Regions from separate parts of the Mus musculus genome. Here all the other regions are linked to region 1. Evidence: chromatin contacts called from public Hi-C and promoter capture Hi-C data. All regions are on one chromosome and are shown on one strand. Each heading gives the region's core, a stretch centred on a gene start, on an enhancer-like site or on the middle of the called end of the contact. The rest is flanking DNA. Distances are from core to core; before and after follow the strand shown.

Region 1 (4,504 bases), core at 1,312-3,811:
AATCCAGGGGAAAAAGCCTTGGAGGTGAGTCAGAAAGTCTTGGAATATTTCTTTAAGTGTGTTAGAGAGCAACTTAGAAGTAAAGCAATCCCTAAATACATATTTCTTTTGAGATTATGGTTTAATGTGCTCCCAGAGTCTTCACACTACTAGGGAAGTACTAGGGAACTTCTTATACAACCCACTGAAAAAATAGCTTAGGAAGGTAAATGAAGAACATGACTGGTGTCAGATGTGTCGCTGTTGGGTTTCTTAATCATTTACTGATAGAGGACCCTTCTGAGAATCACCAGACGTGACAGTGTCATAAAATAAGCATTTATTAACAGTATTGCATGTTCTTTAAATTTCTGAAATCTTTCTTTTCTTGAGGTGGGATGGAAAGCTACAAGCTTACAGATACGGTAAAGGCACTTGGTTGAAAAAGATATCCTTTTAAAGTAAAGGTGTAAGGGACTGCTATGCCACATTTGAAAGGATTTATTCATTATAAACAAGACTTCAGAAAACTGCTTGTAAATATCTGCACATTTTTTTTAAACCCTTGTAAACCATGTAATTCTTTGTTGTTGTTGTTGTTGTTGTTGTTTGAGACAGGGTTTCTCTGTATAGCCCTGGCTGTCCTGGAACTCACTTTGTAGACCAGGCTGGCCTCGAACTCAGAAATCTGCCTGCCTCTGCCCCCCCCACCCCCCCACCCCCCCAGTGCTGGGACTAAAGGCGTGTGCCACCACGCCCAGCTCGAAACCTCGAAATTCTTAAGTTTGGACTTTTTTCTGAAAATTATTGTCTCTTGTCTCAAAGATTGTGTTTTGTTTTGATTAGAGAACTTAAAAAAAAGGTTTTTAGGTTCACAGCAAAGCTGAGCAGAGGCATGAAGCTTCCCCCATGGTCTTTGACAACACATGTCCAGCCTGGCCCCCTCACGATCTACAACACCAGGGTTCGGAGGCGGTCATTTAAGAGACACAGCGGCTTATCGCTGTTTCCCAAGTTCAGGTTCCTCACTACAGTTCACTTTTGTTATCCTACATTCTGTGCCGTTTGACAAAGGTATGAGTAAGATATATCCACCAAGATAGTATCCTGCATAATAGCGTCATTACCTTAACAATCCTCTCATTTGCTTATTCATCCTTCCCTCCCTTCAAGGACAGCATTTCCAAACAAAGACAACCTATCATTTGGGACAAACACCTAAAGACGTTCTTATATAAAAACTCAGTAAGTTCAGTGTGTGTTCATCAACAGAAGACTACACAGCACATCCGCTGCTTTCTAAGTGGCAAGCACAGGTAACCAAAACACACGTTAAAAGAATAAATATCAAACAGGAAGAGACTAGAAAGAATCTTCTATTTCCTGTTCTTCCCTTCCCTTCTGAGTGTTGATTTTAATCAGAAGAGACCAAGGAACTGTTTCCTAGGTTCAAATTTTTATTTATCAACAGCTTCCTAAACCTCATACCATATATTTGCATACGATTTGAAACCTTCAATTCTGGCACAAAATAGAAATTCCCTTTTAGAAGATGAACCTGCAACTGCAAAGCCGCAGAAGAAAGTTTCCTCAACTTGGCTTTCTTACTGTGCACAACTTCCTTCCTTATTTGAAAAATGACCAACTAACTTAAATTCACTTGAAAGAAAACAGGCGCAATTCCCGAGAACAAGACCTTTAAGGTCGAAAGTTACAATAGAATGTGACGTCAGCATTCTTTTGAGTCATAGTCTGGTCCCCACCTCTTTCTCCCAGGCGACCTGAGAGACCTAATCTCGGAGCTCCTCAGGTAGGGCCTTTATAGCCTGGACACCAGGAGCAGCCAGGAGGGTGCTCCGCAGGCGGGGCCGCTGAGCACCTGCAATGACCGCTGTTTGTGCCTGGCTGCCAAACGGCATTTTCTTTTGAGAATTAACTCCGCAAGAAGGAGACAGTGTTTTGGCACTCAAGCCATAAGTGAAACACATACACATCCCCCAAAAGTCATCACTTCAGAAGTTATCAGCAGGCGCGGGTGTGAAGGAAGTGTCACCAGTCAGCAGCCACTTTAGAGCGCCTGGGGCAGCCAGACTGCAGGGGAGGAGGATGTCAAAGCCACATCACTGAATCACACAGGCTCCCCAGAGCGCTGCTTCCCCAGGCAGGAAGCGGTGTCAGCCACCACCTCGCCTAAGACTTCGCCCAGGGCTTGGGGGAAGGCGTGGCCGAAAGGTTTTCCGAAAAGTTTCAGGCGCAGAGACAGCGAGTTGCAGGGTCCCGCTCCGCAGCGACAGTCACCCAAGGGATCGGGGTCCGGGGAGTCATCCTCCAGCCGCACCCACCGGGTCTGGTCCCGGAACCCGGACCAGCTCCCGCGCTCAGGTGAGGCGACCACGCCCGTCGCCCGCCCCACTCACCTTCTTCATTTTGGTTTCCAGGTCCATACTGGGCGTCGGAGGGGCTCAGTCCCGCGTCCGCGATCTCCGCTGCGGGAACTCCGGCGCCGCTGCCGCTGCTACTCAGCATGGGCACTCGAACTTCCGCAGCCCGGTTCGGCAGCGGCTGGGACCTGGAACAAAGAGGCCCTGGCAGCCAATGGCAGCGGGGCAGTGCCGGGTAGCGGCCAATCAGCGCGCGCCGCACGCACCTTCGCAGCCAGAGCGTGCCGCTAGCAAGGTGAGGGGCGGGGCCGCGAGGGGCGGGGCCCTGCGGAGTTCCCTGGGCGCACCGACTTAGTTTCTTCAAAGCCTTGCACCCACTGGACTTCTGTGGGGCCATCCTTTCCTCCAGCTGAAGAGCAGACCCATACCTTTACATTTCGGTAGTTGTACTTGTGTGTCCGAGGACTTTTCAAGCAGGCCAAGAGGAGTGAGTGACCCTCCCAGTACCAACTTCTTGGCTGATTTCAGAGACAAAAAGAAGTCATGGAGCTCCTTGGGCATCCCAGAGATGAGCACGGGCCCTGGTTTCACTATTGAATGGTGGAGATGTCCATTTCTCCAATGCTTTCTCTAGAGTCCTGTGCACTTCCAAGGAAGCTTCTCTCACATCGTTGATGCCCATCAAGACTACCACTATATTGTTTTGTGAGCACTCAACACTAAAAAGCAACGGGAGGCTCACAGCAACTACTGCAGAAGTAAGTGGTGTCCTTGTTTGGGAAACAGGGTTCCCTTTTTGGACCTACTAAGTGGGAAAAAGGCGAGCTGCTCTTGCTTCTCGTGAAGTCTAGTTTCAAACTGCGGTCTCACAGAAGCCTGGGCCACCAAGAACCCATTCTATCTTTTCTTTCAATAGCTATTGCGGAAAGAACCTCATCTTGGATTGTTGGGGCGTGGAGGACCCTAGGGATTAATTTACTTCATACATCTTGCAAGGATCTGTAGGCCCCGAAGTACAGGCACCTCTCAGATACAACATATTGGGAACAGAGCTTGAGTCCCAGTAAATTGGGGGGACAGGGGGTGTGAGTTAATTATGCATCTATGTGTGAGCATGCCTACTTTTGAGAGCAGGTTCACTTAGAGCCCAGAATAAGTAGAATCTTCTGAGGTTGGAGTTCCAGGCCGCCGTGAGGCCCCTGCCTTGGGGGATGGGAACTGAAATCAAGTCCTCTGCAAGAGCAGCAGGAGCTTTTAACAACAGAACCATCTCTCTAGCCCGAAGTAATTTTATTCAGTTCCTACTACATAGAAATTGTTGATGGCTAGGTATCTGGTGATCTCCTAGTCCAGCGTCTACATATGCATATGTATATATGTTTTCCTCTATATGCACGTGATATTAAAAATAAAATCTCCATATAATGCAGATACTTGGGTCGAGATGTTTCATTTTACGTCTGGACATTTGGTAACTAAAGCACTTCAAAATACACTTTAGCCAACACTTTATATACTGTTGTACTTGATAACTTGTTAATACTGCTTAACAGAGCATTGGTTTAACATGTGTATGTTTTCAGTATCCAGCTAACAATGATCAAAATAGCTTGTTATAGTTTTTGCTTTACATTAAATTGGAATAAAGTATTCTAAGGCATTTTCCCAAATCACCCCACAGACTTGGGTCTACAGAGTCTGCCCAGTGTGGGTGTTAATGCACTCTGATGAGATCTGGTAACATTTCTGCTTTTCCAGAAAGCTTAACAGAGAGATGTCCCGGAAATCTGTCTAAAATAGCCATAAAGCAAATGTTGTGACATAAGCCTGGGGCCCTTTGTTTGTGAAAGAGAAGAGATGACACCAAGAAAAATGATATGGAAGTGTTAGTGTTTGGGTTTTTGTGTGTTTTGTTTTGTTTTTCCATCAATTTTTGTCTTCCTCCTTTTCTTCCTTGCAAGCCTTCCCAATATTGGAATTCAGTGGTTTCTAACTGGAGTTTCCATCTTGCCGATTATAGATTATTGCCAACCATTTGTGGATAATTTATAGAAATTGAAACAGGGTAGATCAATGTTAGGAGAACTGGACTGAAATCTTTTATCAAGTGGTTAAGTGTTAGACAGCAGAGGTGTCAGGAGCTA
Region 2 (4,504 bases), core at 1,435-3,934, 3.4 Mb after region 1:
TCCATTTGAGAAACATCCCATTTGAAGTTAATGCATACATGCAAAGGAAAAAAATGTTGTTTCATCTCACTGGTAAAATTCTAAGTAGTTTGTGCTTGTTTAATCCTTTCGCTATTTCTCAAATTCCCTTCAATGTTTTTAACCTTTTAAAACAGTGGATCTCAACCTTATGGGTTTCGACTATTTGGGACCTAATCATCCTTTTATGGGGGTTACCTAAGACCACTGTAACACAGATATTTATATTACAATTCATAACAGTAGCAAAATTATGAAGTAGCAATGAAAACAATTTTATGGTTGGAAGCCACCACAACACTAGGAGCTAAGTTAGAAGGTTCCAACATTAGGAAGGTTAAGAACCACTGTTTTCAAAGGTCTTGAAAGTCCATCTGCAAGTAGTATGAAGTAAAGTGTGAAAAGAAAAAAACTAAGAAACAAACAAACTCTGGACTGAAGAGATAGTTCAGCAGAGACTCCAAATTGAGTTCTAGCTTCTATGATGACTCACAGCTACATATACCTAACTCCAGCTGTAGTAACCCAATTCACTCTTCTGCCCCCAGAGGACATAGCATTTGCACAAACACATTCACACATAAGTAAATATTTTAAAAATTAAATAAAAATACACTATAAGACTTATTTTCCTAGATGGAAGTGTGAAACATTCATATTAAACAAATAAATACCTAATATTCACTACAAATGACATGTGTACCTAACTTTGCTGTGAATTATGATGTAGCTTTCAAATATTTTCAACATCATTTGCTTTTAATATTTGTGTGTGTTGGGGGAAGGAACCCAAGTTCTTCTTTTCTTCCCATGTAAGGCCACAATGCCTGCTGGTTCCTTGCTAGTTCTTGTAAGGTCACTTCACGATTACAGTTCTTCTGAAGTTTGTTTATTTTGGCCTGTGTCTAATCTACTTCTTCACAGTGATATTTCTGCTCCTGTGGTCTGGAAAGCATGTATAATGTTTTGTTGGTCAGAATCATCTTAACCAGGAAGTATCATGAAATAGTTACTGTATAAACACAACATGACCACTCCATTCCATGTTTGAGGGGAAGGTTTGTATGGTAGATAGAAAGAAGAGAACAAGCAGAGGTATCTGGAAGAATCCAGAGCAGAGAGAAGGGACAGCAAACTATACCTGAGCAAGAAAGAGCAGGAGCAGAGTAGAGAGTAATAGAAGGAAGGAGTGGGGGAAGGGGGTGAGGGGGAGGAGTGAAAGGAAGACCAAGAGAGGACCAAGAGAGGGCAGAAGAGAGGACCAAGAACACACATAGCTGAAATAGTAAGGGTTATAAGGAGAATGAGATGTTAGAAGAAAGGAAGCTATGGACATTAACTGTGTAACAGGCATTTGTGATGTGAGAGAGCCTGGAGGCCAGCATGCACTTCGCTATGCTGTTAGGTTCCACAGATAACAAATTATCCCTTCTGAGAATGGTAAAAGAAATGGCTCCCTTTAGCAGAAAGGAATCAGCTTCAACAATTCCTGAGGAATGTGGCTTTTTGTCTAACCCCCAGAATTTGTGGAAACAGCGTTTCCTTTGGACCCAACAGTGACATAAAGAGAATGTTACTAATATTACCAAGACATTGATCTGAAAGTTTCAATGCAACAATGTCTATACAATGTCTATACAATGTGATGTAACCAATAGCTGTAAAGTGCACAATCAGATACAAGTCATTCCCAGGTCTGCCTGATGCACTACCAGCAGCCTAGGTAAGTACTAGTACAGAGCGAATGCAGTCTCTTTTTGGAGATTGGGCTTCCATCTTTCTTAAACAAGTCGGCAATCACATACCCTTAATAGTGTTACACACAAATGAAAGAAGTTGGAAAGGGGGAGCCATTTACTGAATTTTGCATGGACTAGTGGACTAACTGTCCAAAATATGAGAGACCACCTGAGCAGACTTTTCTGTGGGTTCTGAGATGACCTACAATCAATGCAAGTTTTCCAGTAACCCATTCTTATGGTCATTACAGAAGTTCTACAGGGAGACAATATGGCCTTTTGGTGTTTTAACTTGTCCCACACCTCCTACTATTTTTTTTTTTTTTTATCTTTCTTTCCCGCAATTCATTGTCTTTCGTGTAGCAGCAGTATGCCAAGCATTAACCTGGGTTAGCTAAGAGAATTACATCGGGATTTGGTAGTTTGACCTCTCCTTGACCCCGATGAAGGCTTTCAAGTTTGGACTCCTTGAAATGTAAAACCCTGCGTAGCAGCCAAGTCTTCAAAGGGTATTTAGCTGAAGGGAATTGTAGAGGTGCAACAGGGTGCAGAGGGAACTCAGGTGGACGACCGCGTCCTGTGGCAGCATCACCCAAACTCCCAGCGGCCTAGGAAGTTGGGAGACGTGCCAAAGCTGGACCATACAATGAAGCTCAAACTAGGCAAATAACTCTGGGGCGCAAGCGCACCCCATACCACAGGCCTCCTCCCCTAGGCAGCCCCGGCTCCTCCGCACAGCATCCGGGGCGTGGCCTGGCGAGGAGCCCAGTGCTTTCTCCGCCTCCTTCAGCTGCTCCTTCCCAAACAACCCGGTGCGCCGCCGCTGCCCTTTGCCCATTGGTCCGCGGCCCTTTCCATTTCCACCCAGCCCTCCGCAGTTCACCAATCACCTTGCGCTATTGGGAAGACACCGCCCCCGAGGCCTTAGCTGTGGCTCCTCGGCCTCCTCCGGTTGCTGCCTCTGCTGCTGCCTCCTCTTCCCCACCTCCTCCGTCCGGGGAGAGACCGCGGGGCCCGAGGGGCGGCGGCGGCAGCGGCAGCGGCGGCGGCGGCAGCGCTATGGAGCCGGGGCCGGGTGGCCGAGGCGCAGCGCGCGGACAGCGGCCCCCGAACGCCGCGCAGCCCCGGGAGCAGGAGCGGAAGCTGGAGCAGGAGAAGCTGTCCGGGGTGGTGAAGAGCGTTCATCGGCGGCTCCGCAAGAAGTACCGCGAAGGTAAACAGGCATCGGGGGAGGGGAGGCGCGTCCCCCGGCTGGGTCAGCTCTTTTCAGCCCCACAGGCCACCATTGACACACACGGGGGCGGCACGTCTGCCCAGGCCGCGATCGGCCGGCCGGCCTCCTGCGGTCGGCTCCCGGAGCCCTAATGGGCAGTCGCCACCCGCCTAGGCCCTGTCCCCAGCGGTGGGCTGAGACCACTGTCACCGAGCCGCCGCTCAGAGGGAGGGAGGGGCTTTCAGGTAAGACCCGAAGAGGGGTGGGGGTGGGGGTGACTCCACCGAGAGACTGGCAGGAGCGAAGCTGCCCCTCGCTCTTCTGCGCTGGACCAGCCTGTTGTTCAGCCCGCTTGGCAACAGCCCCTCTTCCTCTTCGCTCCTTGGCAAGGCCGTGCCGAGGCCTCCCCTGCCTGGGCATCCAGGGCTGCGAAGTCAGCAGGCCCAGCGGAGGATCTCAAGGTGCTTCGCCTGCCGTGTTTCACTGGGGAGAGGGTGGCAGGTAGCTCCCCTCCACCGCAGCTCCATCTTCAAGTTTGTGGAGACAGTCCAGGAAGAGATCTGGGGCAGGTTCTTAAGAGACTGTGCAGGTTTGAAGAGTCTCTAAGCACAGAGACTCTGAAAGATGCCGGTGCCTTCGAAGCTGGCCAGAGGTGCAGACCCCGCTCTTCCATGGGGGCAGCTTTTCGTCTGGCGCATATGCCGGAACAGTGTCTATAGTTGAATTTTATGAATTATCCTGGCATTTTGTAAATGGGGGCTCTCAAACAAAGCAACTTTATAAGATTCGGAAGGTGACACTTTGCATTATTCTTCATGTGTTCAGGAAAAAAATTCTCATAAAGTGTTAAAATGGGCTACTTTCAGCAGATTTTTCTTTAGCTTAATTGCAAAATGAAAACTCAGCAGCGTTCTAATGTCAGTCTTTTAACTAGTTAATAATTTAGGTTAAAAGAGAAATTATGACAGTGAAGGAACAAAGACTTGTGAGATCATGTCACTTTTCAGTTATGCACACTTTTCAATTACTCTGAAAGTTCAGTCAAGTCTATCTTCCTTTGAGTGTCGTTGATGCATTTTATTCTTAACACTATTCAAAGTTCTTTCCTTGACAACTTAGCCCTGGCTTTTAATAGAGGCCATTTGATATCCCCAAAGATGGCTAATAGCTATTGTTTGATAGGTACTAATAGAAGAACCTTGGCAAGCATATTAAGGTATTGAATTTTTTTTTATTGAAGATACTTTAATTCCCAACCTCAATTCAATAAAATGAGTGGTTACCATAGCAACAGTTGCATCATTCTTGATAGTCACAAAATGCACTTACATAATGCCATTCTCTAGTGGTTTTTATGTTGTTTGAAGAAATGAAGAAATAAGTGGACCCACTTTTCTTCAATTTATCATGCCATTTTGTACAAATTTTCTGTGCATCTTTTAAAAGAAAATGACTAGTATGTAATTCAGTTTCTATTCTTAACCTTTTTGTAATAATTTCATTGTTATTCATTTATTCATAAACGAATAGGTTC
Region 3 (4,504 bases), core at 1,028-3,527, 3.2 Mb after region 1:
TCTCACAGAAGTCTTATTATTAATAAGAAAGATTTTTATATTTTATTATAGGAAAAATTTTTGATAATCAACTTTGAATGAAGATTCAAAATAACATATTAAGCATCTTCATAAATTTGTCCAAAAGCAAACTTCTTGCTTGTAAGATACTTTGTACTATGAACAGAAAAAGTAACAACAGTAATACCATCCTGTATTGTACTACCCTTATTCATTCATTTACAAGATATCTACTAAGTATCTAGCATACAGGGTACTGTTCTACTAGGTGAAAAATCAACCATGAACGAGATGAAAATATTTCTACCTCACATAGAATTTCTACTTGAATGTGTTTATCTACATAATATAATAGTAGAGTGTGTTAATTTTGTGTTTTTGTTTTAACTAAGATGGAAAGGGAAGCTTGAACAAAGCTCTAAACCCTGGATGATGCTAAGAATAACTATGACAAATCTGTCGGAAAGTATTACTGGCAGAGAAAACAGCAAGAGCAAAATGTCAATAGAGGAAAACAAATTAGCTTTTGTATTAAACAGTCGAGCATTAAATGTGCATGGAATGGAAAGAGTATGTGAGTGGTGGAACCCCCTCAGAGGTAAGGAGAGTAGTTCTGAGATTTGCATCTTGACAAGTAACCTGAAAGTTTGTCTAGTATGGTGGAACCGTTGTTTTAAAGTAAAGGAATAAATTACTATTAAAAGAAAAACAGACTAGTTAGAATAGAATGAGGAAAAAATAGAATTATAATAGCCTCTAACCTAAAAGTGCTGTTGTAAAAGCATTTCCTTGGATTTCCAATACGGAGAGAACCTAATTAGCAAAATGCAACAGATTTCAGTTTAAAACTATATTTGAGCCCAAAATATCCCTACACCAATTTGTACCACGGTTTTACAGATAGACCAAGTCATTAGTTAATTTCTAACTACAATAATTGAAAAGATGAACATTTTTACCATGCATAGACTCTGCAAACTTAAAGCTTAAGCAAGACACTTTACAGACTCAGGAACAGAAAAGTGTACAAGCACTAACTTTAGTCTGCAGACTTCCACTAGCTGAAACAAATACATAAGGAAAAATAAAACCTCCCAAATGAAAACACTGGAATGTAGGAGGATATTTTGGAAGTCATAAAAGCAAGAGGTCCTATTCCAAAACTAATTGATAGGAAAGATACAAAGCCAAAAGCAACATAAGACAAGTGCAATTAGAGTGAATTTGTTAAAATAATTAACTTTAGAAAAACAACACTGTCAATCTATCAGACACAACTTGCTTTAATGTGTTCACCACCTCTGTGAAGCTCCTGTAAAATCTTGGCACATTTATTTCATCAAATTATTGTTCCTAGCTAATGTCGCTGAAGTTCCTGCCAAACGTCTTTTGGGAAGCAGAAGTATAAATCATTACCGTCAGAGAGATACAACTGTGTTTAAAAGGAGAACCAACAACACAAGAATACAAGCTGATTATAGACACTCAACTGAGTGTGCCCACAGTATTCGCATGATTTTTATCAGGACAAGTCCGGGCACCTCTAACTCAGCACCGTGAGTAACTTACAATGAGAAGATGACAAATTGTCAGTAAGTATGAAAGTGCTCGGGCCAGAAGGAACATTTAGTATGGATATCCCAGGTAACAAGACTTCAAGAACTTTTCAAAGTTAATGCTTACAGATGCATGTGAATAATACTTATAATGGTTTTGAGTACTAAACTTGGCATCTTAAAATATTGGGAGGCTGTGGAGAGTGAACATTCTGAAAAAGACAAGAATTCGAATCGGAAAAGATCTGTGTATAGGGCTGAAACCATATTTTCTAAACCTGATTTGCACCACAAATGATTCAATATTTTCCAAACTTTCTGATTAAATGTGCTTATTTTCCCCGTTAGTTTTAAAAAATTAGCAAATGTCATTAGGCACATTTGGAAAATGATAACGGGGATTTTCTGCTGCAGAAATGTTGGAAGGCCCCAGGTTTGAAACATTCCCAAACAGATGGCTTCCCTCAGCTACCCTCTCCCACGGTTACTTCCTTATTTCAGAGTACTAACAAGACATATTCATGCGGCTAGAATTCCTTTACAGGGCAGAAAACACGTATTGTTGTTTCGTTAGTCCTACGAATTCACTAAACCTTTTCTTGAACACTCACCCTCTCTTTAACAGTAAAACCAGAGGGCAAACTTGTGAAACCCGAACAACAAGCAGCCTGTGGTCTATCCCTCAGTCAGGGATCCCAGAGCGCGCTGTGCATGACGGGAGTAGGCAGCAGGGCTTGTGGGAAATGTAGTCTGGCGACACCGCCCTGCTCTCCATTCCTGTAATGGCTGCTTTCGGTCCGGTAAGGTACAAACTCCGCTCCCGGGGATTCCAGGATTGATTCTCCTAGTGTACTTGCACAACCCAACAAATTTGCACCCTCCCAGGGCGAAGGAATTCCAGATCTTTATGTTAGATCTTGGGATGAATTTGCTTCTCGGCTTGGTTTCATTTAGCAATCTGTGTGTGAGAACTAACTTTAAATCTAGTAGTCTCTTTTTGAAGGAACTGTTAGGGAGTGTTTTCTGTACTCGTTACCAATTTCTGTCCTTGCTGTTCGTTTCTCACTGACTCTAGCTTCCTCTTTAAAATAGGCTGTGTCACGAGTAACCTCTTAGCCTCAGCATCCGGAAGTTCCAAAGAGAATATTTCACGTTGGGTAGAATTACTTATACCCTTGTTTCGGTAAGTCTTATTAATTCCTTACAACTTCACAGAGTCACGTGTTGTGTTGAATTTTCTAGATAAGAGACATGCTAATAAAATGTGACTTTTACCTGTTAGGGTATTTTATTTGGCAAGTATCTTATGCATTTTTCCCTCTCTTTTCTAATGATAACCTAAAATGACTGTCTTTAGTTTTGTCATCTTAAACTGACATCTGAAATGATTCACAAATTCCAGTCTAAAAGATTGTTTTATATTAATATTGTCATTCAAAAAAAAAAAAATAAGGCTTTTTTTTTTAACAGTTTCTTTTGTTCGGTGTTTAACTTCTAGGCAAGTTCAGCCCTCCAGATCCTAGCATCATGAATTCAGTTTCAACGCAATTGATCTTAGTCCTCGCTTCGCTGCTTTTGATCCTGCCTGTTGTTGAAGCAGTGGAAGCTGGAGACGCGATTGCACTCTTATTAGGTGTGGTTCTCAGCATTACCGGCATCTGTGCTTGCTTGGGGATATACGCAAGAAAGCGAAATGGACAGATGTGACTCTGAAGGACTCTTCTGAATTAGACTGCACCCTGACCAGTGTGCTGAAAACCATTGTTCTGTTGAGGCCGACCCCAAGATTTGATCTCTCCCGTTCTCAGCAAGAGGGTTACAGTTAGCTGAGAGTTAACACTCTCAGTTAAGAGATGCTTTCACGTTCATACTTGTTTCTTCTACAATGGGGGCAGATGGGAGTGGAGGGCAGATGGGAGTGGAGGGCGGCTCTTAACAACAAAGAGTGCACTAATAATGTGGCCCATAACTTGTATTTGCTGCTTGGGAAGGGGCCAAAGTGAGAGGGCTTAAGTTTGCAAAAGTATTATTTCATACTTTCAAGTTGTCAGAGCACATGGAATTGGAAGATGGAAGTATTTGTTCAGAATCTAGTAAATCTATATTGTTATAATCACTGCCTCTTGCATTCTGGGGATCTCTCTCTCTCACTCTCACTCTCACTCTCTCAGAGAACCGGTTGGGGTGGGTTTTGGATTTGTTTTATTGTTGTTACTGGTTTTCTTTTTTTTTAATGCTTCTGTTTTTATCTCGCAAGTTGATATTGTACTTAGATCTTAGCCAAAAACTTTTATCTCTGAGAAAAAGTTTAATAAAAATGTACTAAACATATCTAATACTAAAATAGAGAAAATATTTGTTAAAAGATAACTTTACATTGAGTATCTTCTCCTTGTGAGATGTATTGTATCAAATACATAGCCATTATGCCATCAGTTCACCTATTGTTTTGGTCTGCTTGTATCTATGAGCTAATTATTTATAATCTGAGTGAAAAGGGACTGGTTATGTTACCTTAAAGGATCACCATGGGCAAGAAATGGGCATCTTTGAGATAGACGAGGATTCTGATAGAAAATCCACAAATAGGAAAGGAAGTGTTTTGATTTGTACACCAGCTAAAAAGGTGTACCCTCTTTGCCCTAGTAATTCCAAGAGTCCCCAAACCAATAGATTACAGAGATTTTTAATTCACATTTTTGGGCCCAGGACAAATATTCTGGCTAGAATTTAAATTAGAATGTTATAGTTTCAAGAAAAACTACTCAAACTGTTAGTACCCAAGAGTCACTTCAGGTCCTTTTGTTCCAAACAGAACTTTTAATTCTGTCTGTATTGCATAGAAGTTGAGAAAGTGGAACCTGAAGACCCAAGCTTGGCAAGGATCTTCAGGCCTTTGTTTGATTCTGAAGAATGAAATAGTCTCAGTAAGTCAAAGTAGTCTATGT

Evidence for each region. Promoter capture Hi-C pulls out the DNA fragments that hold promoters and counts their contacts. Hi-C and Micro-C count contacts between places; a contact is called where the count stands out from the background.
Region 2: a Hi-C map of B cells shows a contact between it and region 1, with 6 read pairs. The contact joins the promoter of Bmt2 here to the promoter of Tes in region 1. A contact is called at or near these places in 3 of 484 Hi-C or Micro-C datasets (B cells, CD4 T cells and CD8 T cells).
Region 3: a contact with region 1 is called in a promoter capture Hi-C map of pre-B cells, with 4 times the contacts expected there. The contact joins the promoter of 2610001J05Rik here to the promoter of Tes in region 1. A contact is called at or near these places in 1 of 39 promoter capture datasets (pre-B cells) and 1 of 484 Hi-C or Micro-C datasets (CD4 T cells).

Annotation. Positions count from the first base shown.
Region 1 is chr6:17,063,206-17,067,709 of GRCm38.p6, reverse strand. It overlaps Tes (testis derived transcript), which reads right to left and starts at 2,561. Exons shown (of 7, transcript NM_207176.3): 1 at 2,397-2,561. The coding sequence starts at 2,423. It overlaps Gm15473 (predicted gene 15473), which reads left to right and starts at 2,123. Exons shown (of 2, transcript NR_167659.1): 1 at 2,123-3,118.
Region 2 is chr6:13,676,146-13,680,649 of GRCm38.p6, reverse strand. It overlaps Bmt2 (base methyltransferase of 25S rRNA 2), which reads left to right and starts at 2,684. Exons shown (of 5, transcript NM_175312.4): 1 at 2,684-2,970. The coding sequence starts at 2,817.
Region 3 is chr6:13,869,291-13,873,794 of GRCm38.p6, reverse strand. It overlaps 2610001J05Rik (RIKEN cDNA 2610001J05 gene), which reads left to right and starts at 2,277. Exons shown (of 3, transcript NM_001352887.1): 1 at 2,277-2,356; 2 at 2,649-2,739; 3 at 3,055-4,504. The coding sequence starts at 3,084. The coding sequence ends at 3,263. It overlaps 1110019D14Rik (RIKEN cDNA 1110019D14 gene), which reads right to left and starts at 2,226. Exons shown (of 3, transcript NR_045995.1): 1 at 2,168-2,226.